Regions from separate parts of the Mus musculus genome. Here region 1 is linked to region 2. Evidence: chromatin contacts called from public HiChIP or PLAC-seq data. All regions are on one chromosome and are shown on one strand. The core of a region is the stretch at or near the end of the contact, and the rest is flanking DNA. Distances in the headings are between cores, read along the strand shown.

Region 1 (7,075 bases), core at 4,524-7,023, 1.7 Mb after region 2:
CACTGAGGCATATCCACAACCTCGCCCCCAGCTGGTTGCTATGGAAGCTTCCGGATGCTCAAGCTGGCCTGGAACCGTTGGGCCTCCTACCTTGGTCAGCTGGGATCCCAGCTGGGCAGCCCCACACTTGGCTGGAGTTGGATCCTTTTAAAGTTTATACATAAGGGAGATTTTTATTCTCAGTTCTGGAGGTTCAAGGTCAGGGGATGACATCTGAAGATGTCCTTCCTCCTGGTGGAAACCAAAGATGGTTAAGAGTATCAGCAGGGATAAGTGTGAGCACACACTGCACTTGAACACACATACGTGTGTGTATATGTGTATGGGTCCCTTGGTTTGTCTTGGTGAACTTATTTTGTTTCCTACCATGTAATGTCTGTACACGGGTCCTTTGGAGTCCGTCCTCTTTCCTGACGCTGGCGACAGGTACAGCCTGGGAATCTGCAAGCCCAGAGCTGAGGTGGAGAGCCAGCCCATTGTTGTTCTGGACATGTGGACTGTGGGTTGTGTCTCCTGGGTAGGACACACCATAGCTGCTTCCCACAGCAGCCGCCCACATCTTCCAGGCTGTGAAGCCTGCAGTGATGGCAAAGGCCGCGGAAGGAAGGCGGTGGTGAGAGTTGACAGCCAGCCTGTGCTCAGCACCCGCCGCGTGTCCTTCAGCCATTGATTTCATCAGAGACTGCTTCTTCCCAGCTTCTTTTCAGTCTGGGAGCCTCCCTGTTCTTAAGACCCACATTCCAAACGCATGAGCATGTCTTCCAGGTGCTGAACTTGGACGGGGCCCCAGGCCGGTCCCCTTAGAGGTCAGGGCAGTCAGAGCAGTCGGGAGGCCCTGTGTGGGCGACTTGTTCTGATACTGTTTCTTTTGTAAGCTATATTGATGTATGTATGTATGTATGTATGTATGTATGTATGTATTTGTTGGGAGGGGCATGTGAAGGTCAGAGAACAGCCTGTGGGAGTCTTTGCTCTCCTTCCCACCAGCTCGACTGCAAGCACCTTTACCCTCAGGGCCGCCCGAGCCCCTGATTTGCTTTTTGAGACGGGGTCTCACTGCAGTGAGGCTGGTTCAGAACTCAGTTTGTTACCCAGGCTTGCCTGAAACTTGCAGTAATCTTCCTGACTCAGCCTCCCAGATGCTGGGATTGCAGGTGCAGGTGTTTGTTTATATAAAATGAATGATTCAGTCACTGAGAGACTGAGGGTTCCTCACAAAGCCCCTCCCACCAGTGGTTCTTGTCACCTATTGCTGGGGCTCCTGGCTTCCCAACAGTTAAGAAAGTTGTAGCCTTTCTGTTATTTACATGGGAAATCATGTGGCTTTGAGCAAGCACACGACACTCACATGAGAAACAGGTGGGGCAGCCCTAAAAGCATGTTCAGGGCCAGCCTGGGCTACTGAGTAGGACCAAAATGAGCCTGGGCAACAAGTGGTACCCTGTCATCCTGTAATAAGAAGAGGACCTGGATGAGTTCAGGGGTAGACACTTTAGGGGCCTGAAAGGGGCCCTAGGTTAGCCCGGCATGGCATGGTGGCACACACCTGAAATCCCAGCACTTGGGAGCTGAGGCCAGAGGGTCACATCAAGGCCAGCCGGCTACGTTATTTGTTATAGAAACACCAGGACTATATAGTGAGGCCTCATCTCCAAACAAACAAACAAACAAACAAAGGCTCTTGGTTCAATATCCAGTACTAGGTAGGGTACGTGATTGTGGGATTGAATAGTGTAGTTTTTTGTGTTGTTTGTTTGTTTTTGAGACAGGATCTCACTTTGTAACTCTGGAATTCACTACATAGGCTGGCCTCAATTATCCTGTGTGCGTCTGCCTCCCCAGAGCTGGGGCTAAAGGCACAAGCATGCCTGGCTTCAACGTTTCTCATTGACAATACAAAGAAAAAGTGGTGCGTGCTGGGAGTGGGGCTGGTTGGTGGAGCGCTGCTTGCCAAGAAAGCCTGCAAGATCCTGAGCACTGATAACAGCAGACGCAGTGGCCCATGGCAGCCCCAGCTCTGGGCAGGTGGAGGCTGGAGGATCAAAAGCCGTGTGTAATACCCCAGCTACATGAGACCCTGTCTCAAAAACAAAACAGCAGCCAGCTGGCTAAGACACTGAGTGATCATAGGTCGGGTGTAGAGTGGCTTTTGGTCAGGTGGCACAGTGGCTGTAAAGACCTCCCCCTCTCCCCGAACCCCCGCCCAGCAGTTGGTGCTTTGGTGTCCCCAGTGCTCCCTTGGAGTCCCGACTTTGTGTCTGCCACATTCCTGGTACTGCTGGGAGGGGGCAGGCCCTTGGCTCCTCCTGAGTTCCCACGGGTGCGTGGTCACTCTGTCCGCAGTCGCTGTTGACAGTGGCTTGGGACTTGCTCTGGACTCCCTGGGCCTTTAAGTGTCACAACAAAAGATCTCTGTTGACATCCGTTTATCTCCACACTGAGGAATTCCATTGAGCTTTTGTAAAGCTCAGCGGCCGGCCGCTGGAGGTTCGCCTGCCAAGACTTTCTCAGTTTGAGTTTCTGTGTAGGGGTGGAGCCCACGTGTTTACAAACACGCCCTGCCCTTCCTCTCCCAGGCAGCGGGAGCCAGGGTGGGGCAGGCTTGGGGAAAGGGTTTGACTTCCCAGCCCGCAGCAGTGGGCCCCGCCCTGCTCAGTCTGCTTGCCTAATTTGGTGAGCTTTGCTAGCGGGTCCCTATTGGCCGACCTGGGCACCGAAGGCTTGGGGACCTCCCAGCTGTGGCTCCTCCCTCCATGGAGCGGATCCCAGGGTTCGGTACCTTTGCCTCACTCCACCCCCCCCCCACCCCCCCCCCACCAGGCTGGCTTCAGTTTGTTGGGTGGCTCCTTATTTCCCAGGGCGGGTTGTTCCGCTGTGGTTTTGAGTTGTGTGTATGTTGGGTTTTTTTGGGGGGGCTGTCCCTGCCTGCAGGGCTCCGCCCAGCAGATGAATGAGCTCTTTGAAAGAAACTGCAGCTTCGGCAGTGTTTTGACCTTTCTTTCTGTGAAGAGCAAGTGATTTAGGAAAACAGGGAGCTGGTTAATCATTTGCTGAGGCTACTGAGGCTAAAGCAGGCTCCGTGGGACTACACTTCAGCAGACTGCCATAGCAGCCATGAAAGTAGCCTGTGGGTCCCAGCACCAGGCATTTACCAGGAATCCCTGCACCCAGGGCGCTGAGGCAGGAAGATTGCAGATCTGAGGCCAGCCTGTCTGGCTGAAACTGGGAACTCAGGGTTCGCTTCTGTTACAGACCCTGTCCCAAAATTAAGATGGAAAGGCTGGTGGGATGGCTCAGTGAGTAAAGGAAGGTGCTCCCTCCCGAGCCTGAAGACCTGAGCTCAGTCCCGAAGCCGCATGGTGGAGGGGAGAGCTGAGTCCCTAAAGTTGCCGTCTTCCACACCCAGGCTGTGCAGTGCCGTGCCCGCCCCCTGCATGTACACGTGTAGCAAAGGTTAGCAGTGGTGATGTGAATGAAGGGAAGTCGGCATCAGAGAACTGGCCCCCTTAGTCATGGAGCTGTAGTACAGTTCTACTTTACTGCGGGCTAGGGCTAGCTCAGTCTCCTGTGCTCTCGGAGATTTGCGTTTGGAGAGCACCCCAGTCTGCATCAGAAGTCTAGCACCCCACCGAGCCCCGCCCCTCCCCTCCCCACCCCAACCCACTCCCAGCCTTAGTTTCACTTGCTTGTGGTTTCAGTTATGCACAGTCCAAAAATACCAAGTGGAAAACTGCAGAAAATGAGCAAGTTACAAGTCTTCAATCAAGTGCAGCGCTGCATAGCTCCTCCCCTGTGTGTGACTCCCTGCCCAGTGTATCTGGTGGGTGGCTGGATTACCCAGTCTGCACTGTGGGCTGGGGATGAAGCCCCATGGTAGATCACTTAACCTGGCATGCATCAGTACTGGGAGAGGGCGGGGAGGGTCAAATTCAGGCGTGCCAAAGACCAGCAGCACAGCAAGTTCTGCCGGTAAGTTACAGGCCACGCTTTATCGTGGAGTAGGAACGTAGGAACGTAGGAAGCGATGGTGTGTGTCAGGCTCTGTGCTGTCTAGGACTTCAGGGACACCTGGAGGTCTCTGCATGCGTACCTCTGGAAAAGGAGCCTCCTGAATGCTTGTCTTCCTGGCAAACTTTGGTGCTTCCTTCAGGTTGTGTAACCTTCCTGTGATCACATTAGAACTTGAAGGCGGCATCGAATGTTCTAGGCATCTACGGACACTGAGTCTGCTGTTTCCTGTCCCTGTCTGCACCAACAGGCCTTACCTTGTTTCCTTTCCCATCTGACAACTTGGTTTCTCCCCACCAGCGGGTTTAGGGCCCTCCGTGTTCCTTTGGCCTGTCCCTGCTGTTTGTGTGTCATCCTGCACTGTCTGGGGTGCTGCAACATTGGGTTTCCAGTCGAGCTTGGTGGGGGCCATCCCAGTTCTCCTGGGATCCCAGTGGCTGCATCTGAGGTGTGTGTCCCTGTGTAGCACCACTTGGGCTCTGTCTCATCAGCCTGCAGGGAACTTTTGTATGGTCACCGTGTCTGCACTGGACAGCCCTTCCTCCCCAGATGTCGCACCGGTGAGAAGTCTTCGAAAAACATAGACCTGGCCTGGCAAAGGCCTGAGAGCCCAGATCCAGTATCAGACCCCCAGATATAGGGCGATGGCTCCCCTCTCCTGCCGTAAGACTGCCTAAAGGTAGCTGATATTGGGCTGGGCTGGTCAGTGGTGAGACCAAGTTCAGATCTCCAGAACCTATGCAAAGATAGCGTATAGCCCAGCTAGCTGAGCTGTCCTCTGACCTGCACACATACATGCATACATACATATATAATTACATATACACACATCATATGCACACGATTTTTAAACGAGTACCTAATATTAGGGTGTTTTCCACCTTGGGTACTTTGTGGTTTCAGAAGCAAAGTTAATCTTTTGAAGGAGCTCCAGGGACTTAAGTAACATGACACTTACCTTAGAAGAACACATTCTTTTTGAAAACAAAAACAAAAAACAAAACAAAACAAAATCCATGTATTTATTAGTATGTATGTGCGCGCACACACCGTGCTACACCCTTCTACCACGCAGGCAGGTTCAGGGAACTGAACTTGCATTGTCTGTCAGGCTTGCCTGCAAGCACCTCACCTGCACAGGGTACCTCACCTGCACAGGGCACCTCACCTGCACAGGGCACCTATCTCACCTGCGCAGGGCACCTCACCTGCGCAGGGCACCTCACCTGCGCATGGCACCTCACCTGCGCAGGGCACCTCACCTGCACAGGGCACCTCACCTGCACAGGGCACCTACCTCACCTGCGCAGGGCACCTCACCTGCGCAGGGCACCTACCTCACCTGCGCATGGCACCTCACCTGCGCAGGGCACCTCACCTGCGCAGGGCACCTACCTCACCTGCGCAGAGCACCTCACCTGCGCAGGGCACAGACATGCTTGAGGATAAGTCTGCAGTGTTTGCCTCTGAAGATCTTCCTTCTCTGCCCTTTTGTTCAAACTCAGCAGTAAATGGTGGGTGTCGTGCGGTTCCCACAGTGGAGGGACTCCCCTAGGGCCCCTCTGGCTTGTCCCGCATGGCCTGCCCTTTGCAGGCGTCCTTCTGCGTCAGGGCCTCGTGTTTCCGAGAGGGACTTTGGATTTCACGTCTCCTCCCTCTCCCCAGTAAAGTTCCATCGTCTTTGGTTCAGCTCCTGCCAGAGTCTCCTATTGTATGTGTGTCACAATTACGGGGCCCAGCCATTTCCTTCCTTGTACTCTGTCTTGTTTTCCCCATCTTGGGGTTTGTAATTCCCCTTTTCTGTGTGGTCCAGCGTGCTCGGTGTCCCGCACCCTTCTGGCAGGCTGCTGCCTCCGCAGCCCGGCCCTGGCTCTAGGTAGGACCTTCTGACCCACGAGTGGTCTTCCTCCTCATCCAGGACTTCCGGGAGGAAAAGGTTCCATCCTGGACTCACATGTCTTTCTTTCTTGAATTACTCCTCTCGGGTTATTAAGGAGCATTCTTCACCTACTTCCCGAGAAGGGTCCTGAGCGGCCGCCCCGCCAGCCTGGTGACTCGGCCCCTTTTGAAAACACTGTTGAGGGACTTGAGATTGGGAGGCAAGTCCTCGACCTCGAGTCCCTTCACTGCCTGTTCTCGCTCGGACCTCAGCTGCCCGAGTAGCTGGGTGACAACCCTGTGCCCAAACCCGTGGGGGGCGGGGGGGGCAGAGTTCAACTTCAGGTACCAGTTCTCCCCAGTGTCCTCAGGGTGCACTCCCTGGCCTAAAACCCCCCAGTTACTCTAGGCTGACTGGCCTGTGAGTCCCAGGGACCCTCCTGCCCCCTGCCCCCTGCCTCCTGCCTCCTCCGTGCTGGGATTACAAGTGCCAGCCACCACACCCAGCTTTTTGATGTAGGTTCTAGACATCAATTTCAGATCTTCATACTTATGTGGCCAGCACTTTACCAGCTGTGGTACCTTCACAGCCCTGGCCCTGGCAGCCCTTGCAGACTGTAACCCTCCACCCCCAATTTGACAGTACTGTTCCCCTGAACCCAGCAGTTCTAGGGTCTCCACACTGGCTGTGAGGCTGGCACTGGAAGAAAGTGACCAGAGAGGCCCTGCTACTGACACTGTCAAGGTGTTGGGTAGGGTGGGGTGTGGTACTCCTCCTCCATTCAGGTTTCTCTGTTTGAAATCTGCTCACAGTAACATGCAGAAGTGCAGTGGAGTTCAAAGCCTCCTTCAGCTGCTTAGCAAGTTCAAGGCCAGCTAAAGAGGCCCTGGAGAAGATTAGCATGTTCCCTCCCCTGTATAAATGAAAGAAAGAAAAGAAAAAGAAAGTAAGAAGTGACTGCCTGTATGGCTGCCTGTGCCTGTCAGGGGCCCTGGACACCTGAGCCAGGCAGCAGTGTTTCTCGGCATGACTGAGGAGTCAAGCAAGCCAGGCTCCAGGGTGTGGCCCAGGCTGTCACAGGGCCAGCATGAGATTATCAAGGTTGCTGCTGGAACAGGCCAGGGCCAGGCCAGTCCCCAGGAGCTGACTGGCACTACAGCCTGCAAGCTTCATCATTGTCTTCAGAGT
Region 2 (7,007 bases), core at 3,582-6,081:
AGGAGAATCAAGAGCACAAGATTACCTTGAGCTACGTAGTGAGACTCTGTCTCCAAAGCCATGGCTGAAAATTCAGGTTGGTGTGAGAATGCTTGTCTAGCATGCCAAGTCCTGACCCTATCCCCCTAGTACTACACCATACACACACATACACACAGGGTTCAGTAAAATCTCCTTTTTTTCTCAGTTGAAGAAACCAAAGTTTAGATGTTAATTTGGCCATAGTCAAAAAGCAAGTTAAAAGTAGAAAGATGGTTTAGTCACATAGTTTCCCACTCATGTGTGTGTGTGTGAGAGAGAGAGAGCGCTTGTCTCTGTGTGAGAGACACCTTGTCTGTGAGAGAGAGAGAGAGAGAGAGAGAGAGAGAGAGAGAGAGAGAGAGGGAGGGAGAGAGAGACCTTGTCTTAAAAGCTAAGCTCAAAAGCTAAGATGGAGAGAGAGAATAAAATTCCCAATGTTAACATTCTGGCTTCTACATGTATGTGTACACACGTGCACAAATATACTCTGTAACATATACAACACACACACACACACACACACACACACACACACACACACCCCTGAACTCTTCACCTCACTACATGCATGGCCTGAGAGAACAGAAGTGTGGACTACAAAAGGTTACAGATCAGACTCTGCCAGCAGTGAAGTGCAACCGTGTCTCCCACAGACTACACTAGGCCATCTAAATAAGGGCAGTAGCTCCTCTCAAAGAACAGGGGCACGGAGCTGAAAGACAATGAGGGGCCAGGCCTATGACGGTCCCTCCCATTTGCCGATGGCGGCTTGCCAAAGGGAAGGGGTCACAGCATCTTCCTGCTGGATATGACAAGGCCTTGACCTCCCCCACTCCAGGCTGAACAAAAGGGAAAGGAAAAGGCTCAAAGCAGCTTCTGCCTGCCAGACACTGAGTCATCCGTGCTGTGGGGCAGTGGGCTCTCTGAAGCAAGGAGAGGCAAGCTCTGCCATGCAGCCCCGGCGCTGCGGCCAGCTGGGAGGCCAGGCTGAGGGCAGGGAGGCCCAGGCTCCCCTGTAGGGCCTGTCCAGGCCTCCTGCTCCTCATAAAGAGCCCTTGTGCTGCCTCTTGCCTGATGCTCTGGCTCCTGAGCCTGTGGCCCCAGGACCACTGACTCAGCAAGCCATCCCTTCAACTAGCACTCTCAAGTTGGACTTGGACAAGGAGCTGAGATCTCCTTCCTGGCTTCTGACCAGAGATAACAAACAGAAGTTGCCTTCTCCTCTTCTCAGAGGCTCTCCCTTCTTGAATGTTCTGCTGATGAGAAGTTATCAGGATTTTAGGAGACCCCGCCCCAACTCACACACCCACACACACACCCGCACACGGTGGTGTGCACAGTGGTGTAAATAGCAGAATTGCTGTTCCCATGTCCCGCTGGAGATGTAGACACAGAATGACCTCATCTGACCATGAATGGCAGCATACACTTGCCAACTTGCCAGTGTGACAGCTTCACATGGCAGATGCTCAGCTCCAGCACAAATGGTCCTCTGAGGGATGCTTCTCTTGTTTGGCTCATGATGAGTCAAGGCCTTGTCTGACACAGTAAACATCCACTCCGGCTACTGTCTGAGGCTAACACTGTGACACACCTGCCACTCACAGACCAGACTCATGTGCACCAGGAAGGTGACACCAAGAGGCCCACAGTCTAAGGCTGGTTCAGAGCAGAAGAGGAGGAAGAGGAGGAAGAGAAGGGTTAGGATGAAGGAGGAGGAGGAAAGATGAAGGAAGGAAGGAAGGAGCAGCAGCTGACTGAGGCAAGAGCACCCTAAACTCAAAGCCAGCCTGGGCTGCATGGCAAGCTCCTGTCAAAATATAAAGCAAACTGAGGGCTGGGATGGAGCTCTTGGTGGAGCACTTGCCTGGCATGTATGAGGTCTGGATCTGACGCCTAGCACTACCCTCCCACAAAATAAACAAAGTTCTGCTCGTTTGTCACCAGCAGACAGCTTCCACACAGGTCCCTGTGGAGGGGAGTGCACAGGCCCAGGCAGGAAGAACTCAACAAATGAATGAAACTGCTTATATGAAACCAACTTGCCAACCAAGCAGAGTGCAAATCCTAGCTAACATCCCACTTTTCCCCTTTATGGATGTGAAGTAAACGCCCGGCCTAGCTTTTCATCTTCTAGAACTGGTGTCGGGCCAGGAGTGGTGGTACATGTGTGTAATCCCAGCACTTGGGGGGCTAAGGCAGGGAGCTCCTGAGCGATGTAGGGAAGAGTCTGTCTCAAACCAATCCGAACCAATGTGCCAGCTGTTCAAGAATGGAGACTTGGGGCTCCTCTGACAGCAGGGCCACTAAGAGGGCTCTTCACAGCACAGTCTGGAATGCTCAGAAGCCAACGCCAGGCCACCTCAGGGTACCTCCTTGGAGCAACATTAGCCGTTTATGCAGGAATAGCGCCAGGTGAAGTGTCATCTTCCCATAGCCTGAGCAGCAGGGACTTTTTGGACAAAGAGGACATTTGAAAGGTGTCAATGACTTGTCTCTCAAAGCAACATGTTTTCCACATTTTGGAGAATTTAACTTGATTTTTTTTTTTTTGAAAAAGTTCAAAGCTTGGTAAATAGAGGTACATCACAGAGTTTAGCTTCTTGAAGCTGGCTGGAGAAGATACACTATTTTTATCATATTCTACCCTATAGCCAGTGGGTTCTTATTTAGAAGAGAATGTTCATTGAGAAATTGGGAGGTGGGAATGGGGGCCAGAGCACTTGCTGCTCCTCCAGAGGACCGGAGTTTGGTTGACAGTGCTCACATCAGATGACTTACAACTGCCTATAACTCTAGCTCCAGGGAATCCAACACCCTCTCTGGCCTCTGAGGACAGCCACAAGCAAGTGTGCATGCTAATGTGCATCCCCATATGCACATTCACAAAGCGCTCTCTCTCAGGTTCAGTTGTCTGTACTAGCAAGGATAGAAAGGGGGACATCATAGCAGGCTTGTTTGCTGTTCATCATTCACAGCTCTCTAAATGCTTACCTAGACAGACTCCTCCCCAGGGAATGACCCCACTACAAAAATCAGCAAAGTTACCATTACCAAGAGGCTCCAGTTCTCACAGAAAACAGGATAATGCTGGACATAAGGGAGAAACCACACCCTAAAAGAATAAAGCCCTTAGTGAGCACTGTCCATATTTATCTCTCATTTAAAAGCTTCCTAACAGTATGGTCTCGTGGTTCAGGCCTGCAATCCTAGCCACTAGGAAGGCTGAGACAGGGAGATCTCAAGTTCATGGCTAGCCCGGGCACCTGAGTGAGACTGTCCCAAAATATACATCGAGAAGAGGGCTAGGATGGAACTCAGTGGTGATCCTGCCCAGCATGCACAAAGACCCAGGTCTAAGCTCCAGACAGAGCTGTTCACAGCAGCACTGTCCTTAGTGGAGAAAACACCGTTCATCCACACAATGTAACACAGCAACTAAAGTGCATGGCCTCCTGATATTGCACGCACGGAGAACTTGAGGGAACTCAAACATGTTAATGGTAAATTAAAGCAGTCATCTATGGGCCGGCTGGGGGGTTTGGCTCAGCAGGTGAAGTATCCTCAGAACCCACGGAAAAACCAGGGCATGGCAGTGTGTGTTTGAAACTCCAGCACTGGGAGTAGTGATGGCTAGTAGTCAGTCTACCGATTGGTGAGCTCCAGGTTTAGTGAGAGACCCTGCCTCTAAATATAAGATAGGTCTGGAGTTGACTCAGCTTTCAGAGCACTGGCAGCTCTTGCACAGGACTCAGGGTTCATTCCTAGCACTTATGAGGTGCCTCACAACCCTTTCCCTGTAACTCCAGTTCCTGGGGGATCCAAGGGTCTCCCTTAGAATCTTTTGGGTACCAGGTATACACATGGTGCACAGATACACATGAGAGCAACCCCCCACCCCGAATAAATAAAATTAAAAATGCTTAAAAAAAAAAGCCGGAGGAATCAGATGTGGTGGTCATTCCTTTAATGTCAGCACTCATGGTGCATCTCTGTGAGTTCAAGGCCAGCTTGGTCTACTTAGTGAATTCCTGACCAACCAGGGCGACACAAAACCCTGTCTCAAGACAATACAAAGCAAAGATGAAGAGTTGACAGGATAGTGACATTAATCTCTGGCCTCTACATGTACATGGGCACTGTGAGTCTCCTTCTCCTCCTGCCCCACAGCAGCACAATAAAACAACAAAAAGAAGGCAGCTATTGTATGACTGCATTTACAGGAAACACCCAGGGAGTCTACAGGCAGAAGATGGCTGAAGGACTGTCTGGGCTGGGAGCTGGGGCCAATGTGCATGGGTGGGATGGATCTCACTGGTGTGATGGAAATGTTTTAAAAATGGTTTTAGGGTGATGTTTGCACAACTTGGGGAAATTTACTGAAAAGTCCTTGAATTATACACTTCTAAAAAACTGAAGAAAAAGAACAAAGTTTCCACAAAGCCTGCTTATTTACTTAAGACAGCTCCTGCCTTGCTTGGGAGGAGGATTAATCATCTCCGTTTAATAATCCTGAGTAGCTCAGTGCAGGTTCAGGGCTAAGATCTACTTCAGAGCCTCAGCTTGCAGGGTAGGAACGCTCCAATTATACAGTCTGTTACAGGCCGTGTGCATCTTTATTAAACCACAGCTATTTGACAAAATAGCAGCAGGAAGTTAAACAGACCCTGCATGTCAATTAAAAGGAAACTGGGTAAGAGCCCTAAATGGAACTACAAGCTCCAGCAAGCTCCCTTCAAAGGTCCTCAGAGGAGAGTAGCCAGTCCCCCCTCTGGGGCCTCTGGGAAGGAAGTGGGGGGCTGCAGCTTGTGCTGCTGGAGCGGGGGATTCCCGAAGTGGATCCCCATTTCCTCAAGGCAGGGAGGAAATGAAGCCTGCTCTATAAAGAACCGGTGTCTGCTGTAAGAGCAGTGGGCGCTTTAAACCACCAAGCCATCTCCCCAGCCCCACAGAATTCTTTCTCATGTAAGATAGAATCCTTCCCTAGATGAAGATAGAGCCAAATGTGGTGGCTCAGCCTGTAATACCAGCACTCACTGGCCCAGCCAAAAAACAGTCACCAGGGTTCAAGACCAGCATAGGCTTCGGAGTTTGACAGTCTCTGAGACAAAATAAAGAGGAGGAAGGGAAGGAGGGAGGGAGGAAGGGAGGGAGGGAGGGAGGAAAAAAGGCGTTTTCTACCATGTCTCACGAGAGAGGGGAATGGGGAAGAATTAAACTTGTTGCCTGTTAGAAAGTTTATCAAGATCTTAACTCGATCCTTACAGTTGCTGCAAGGGTTAGAAAACACCACAGAAAACATGACAGGGGAAAGATGGGAGAGAAGGGGAGGAGGAAGAAGGGGAACAGGAAGAAAGAAGGAGACTAGGCCCAGACAGCGGTGCACCGCACTGGAGCACTCAGAATAGCTCTTGTAGCTCTTCTCTAGGCCTGACGTTAGCTCAAAGTAAAAAGCCACCCCCTCAAACAAAATCAACCAACCAATACCAAGAAATGGTAATAGAGACACTATAACTTTTTGAACATCAGCGTAAGAACAACCACAAACCTGGACAGTGCTTTCTAGCAGGAGTCACCTGAGAGCTCCCAAACCAGACAAGGAGAAAGTGGGGACACCCAGGGACTGTGCCTTCACGGTGGCTTTCCCAACCAACCTCTGGCCACCATCTCTGCCCACTCTAGGAGCCTAGGCACCCAGGGCTCCCTCCCCAGCCAGCAGGGCCTTGTTGCAACAAGGTCACTAGCCACCTTCCACTGATGGACAGATGAGCACCTGACTTCGGGCCACAGACCCAGCTCTCCTATGAAGACAACTTAAAAAAAAAAAAGATTTATTTATTTATTATATGTAAGTACACTGTAGCTGTCTTCAGACGTACCAGAAAAGGGTATCAGATCCCATTACGGATGGTTATAAGCTACCATGTGGTTGCTGGGATTTGAACTCAGGACCTTCGGAAGAGCAGTCGGTGCTCTTAACCGCTGAGCCATCTCTCCAGCCCCCCAAAGACGTTTACTCTAAGGAGGCTGGCCTGAACTTTGCAGAGGCTCCTCAAGGCTTCGGCACTGCACTTGCCCAGCAGAGCTTAGGTTCCGGGCCTATCCTCATCCTCTGTCAGCTGAGATGCTGTGCAGAGGTTACTGGCTCAGGAGCATGACTTCCACACCACTCCAGTAACACTTTTCACAATTAGCTGTGCTGGGGCTCTCCTTGACTTCATGCCCTGATCTACCATGGCAGCAGAGTTTTGCCATGTCTCTGCCACAGCGTGGGAATTCAGTGACTGTCAGCTGGCCTGGTCAAGGCCATGGCCTGCTCCATGTGTTGGATTCCACTTGAGTGTGCTTGGGATTTTCTCAGATTCTGAGTAAACCCTGGCTGTTCAGAGGGCAGTTGTGGGGCCTCTCCCCTTCCTCAAAGCATATGCCAGTGAGTCCTGTAGAGACTGATCAGAGCATGACTGGCCTCAACCCTGTCCTCTTAGTTGGTGAAATCCTTGGAGACTTAGGAAGCATTAATTATGTGAAATGCCCATCCAGGCTGGGGGCACAGTGCTGAGGTAGGTGGACTGGAAAGCAGGAATCTACTGTGTCACCAAGCAAATGAAGACCTTTCTTAAAAAAAAAAAAAAAAAAGCATGTGGGTCCCAGAAACCTAAGTGACTCTCTCAAACCACAGCTTGTGACATCTATAACCATTTGTGTTCAAGCTTAAGGAAAATAAAAGTTGGGTTTTTTTGTTGTTGTTTTTTTTTTCCCCCAGGTTGATGGCAAAAATCTCAGGACAAGATCTGCCAAATGTCTGAGTGGGCAGAGAATAATGTGTGCTCTGTGAACATGACACCTTCTCCTGACTCAAACATCCAATTAAAGGTGAAGGTCAGGAGAACACGCAGCAAAGCCTGTGCCTTATGTTCTTAAAGGTTAAGGTATCATGGAGGATCTGGTCAGTGTTCTTGGGATAGATTAGTGAACCAGACTCTTAA

The links. HiChIP or PLAC-seq counts read pairs in DNA pulled down with a chosen protein or histone mark.
Region 1: an H3K27ac HiChIP or PLAC-seq map of microglia shows a contact between it and region 2, with 7 times the contacts expected there. The contact joins two enhancer-like sites. A contact is called at or near these places in 1 of 15 datasets of contacts at CTCF or cohesin (large pre-B cells), 2 of 484 Hi-C or Micro-C datasets (cortical neurons and ventral hippocampal neurons) and 7 of 115 datasets of contacts at active chromatin or transcription factors (T-cell acute lymphoblastic leukemia, differentiating embryonic stem cells, embryonic stem cells and 3 more).

Annotation. Positions count from the first base shown.
Region 1 is chr5:142,438,013-142,445,087 of GRCm38.p6, forward strand. All of the region lies in intron 2 of Foxk1 (forkhead box K1), which reads left to right. Among named protein-coding and RNA genes, the nearest start is that of Ap5z1, 22 kb to the right of the region's middle. Within about 2 kb of position 5,774, at least 68 of the 459 cell types and tissues checked have an H3K27ac peak or open chromatin away from gene starts, as enhancers often do. A contact at or near this core is called in microglia, where this site is marked.
Region 2 is chr5:140,767,065-140,774,071 of GRCm38.p6, forward strand. All of the region lies in intron 2 of Gna12 (guanine nucleotide binding protein, alpha 12), which reads right to left. Among named protein-coding and RNA genes, the nearest start is that of Gm30745, 21 kb to the left of the region's middle. Within about 2 kb of position 4,832, at least 68 of the 459 cell types and tissues checked have an H3K27ac peak or open chromatin away from gene starts, as enhancers often do. A contact at or near this core is called in microglia, where this site is marked.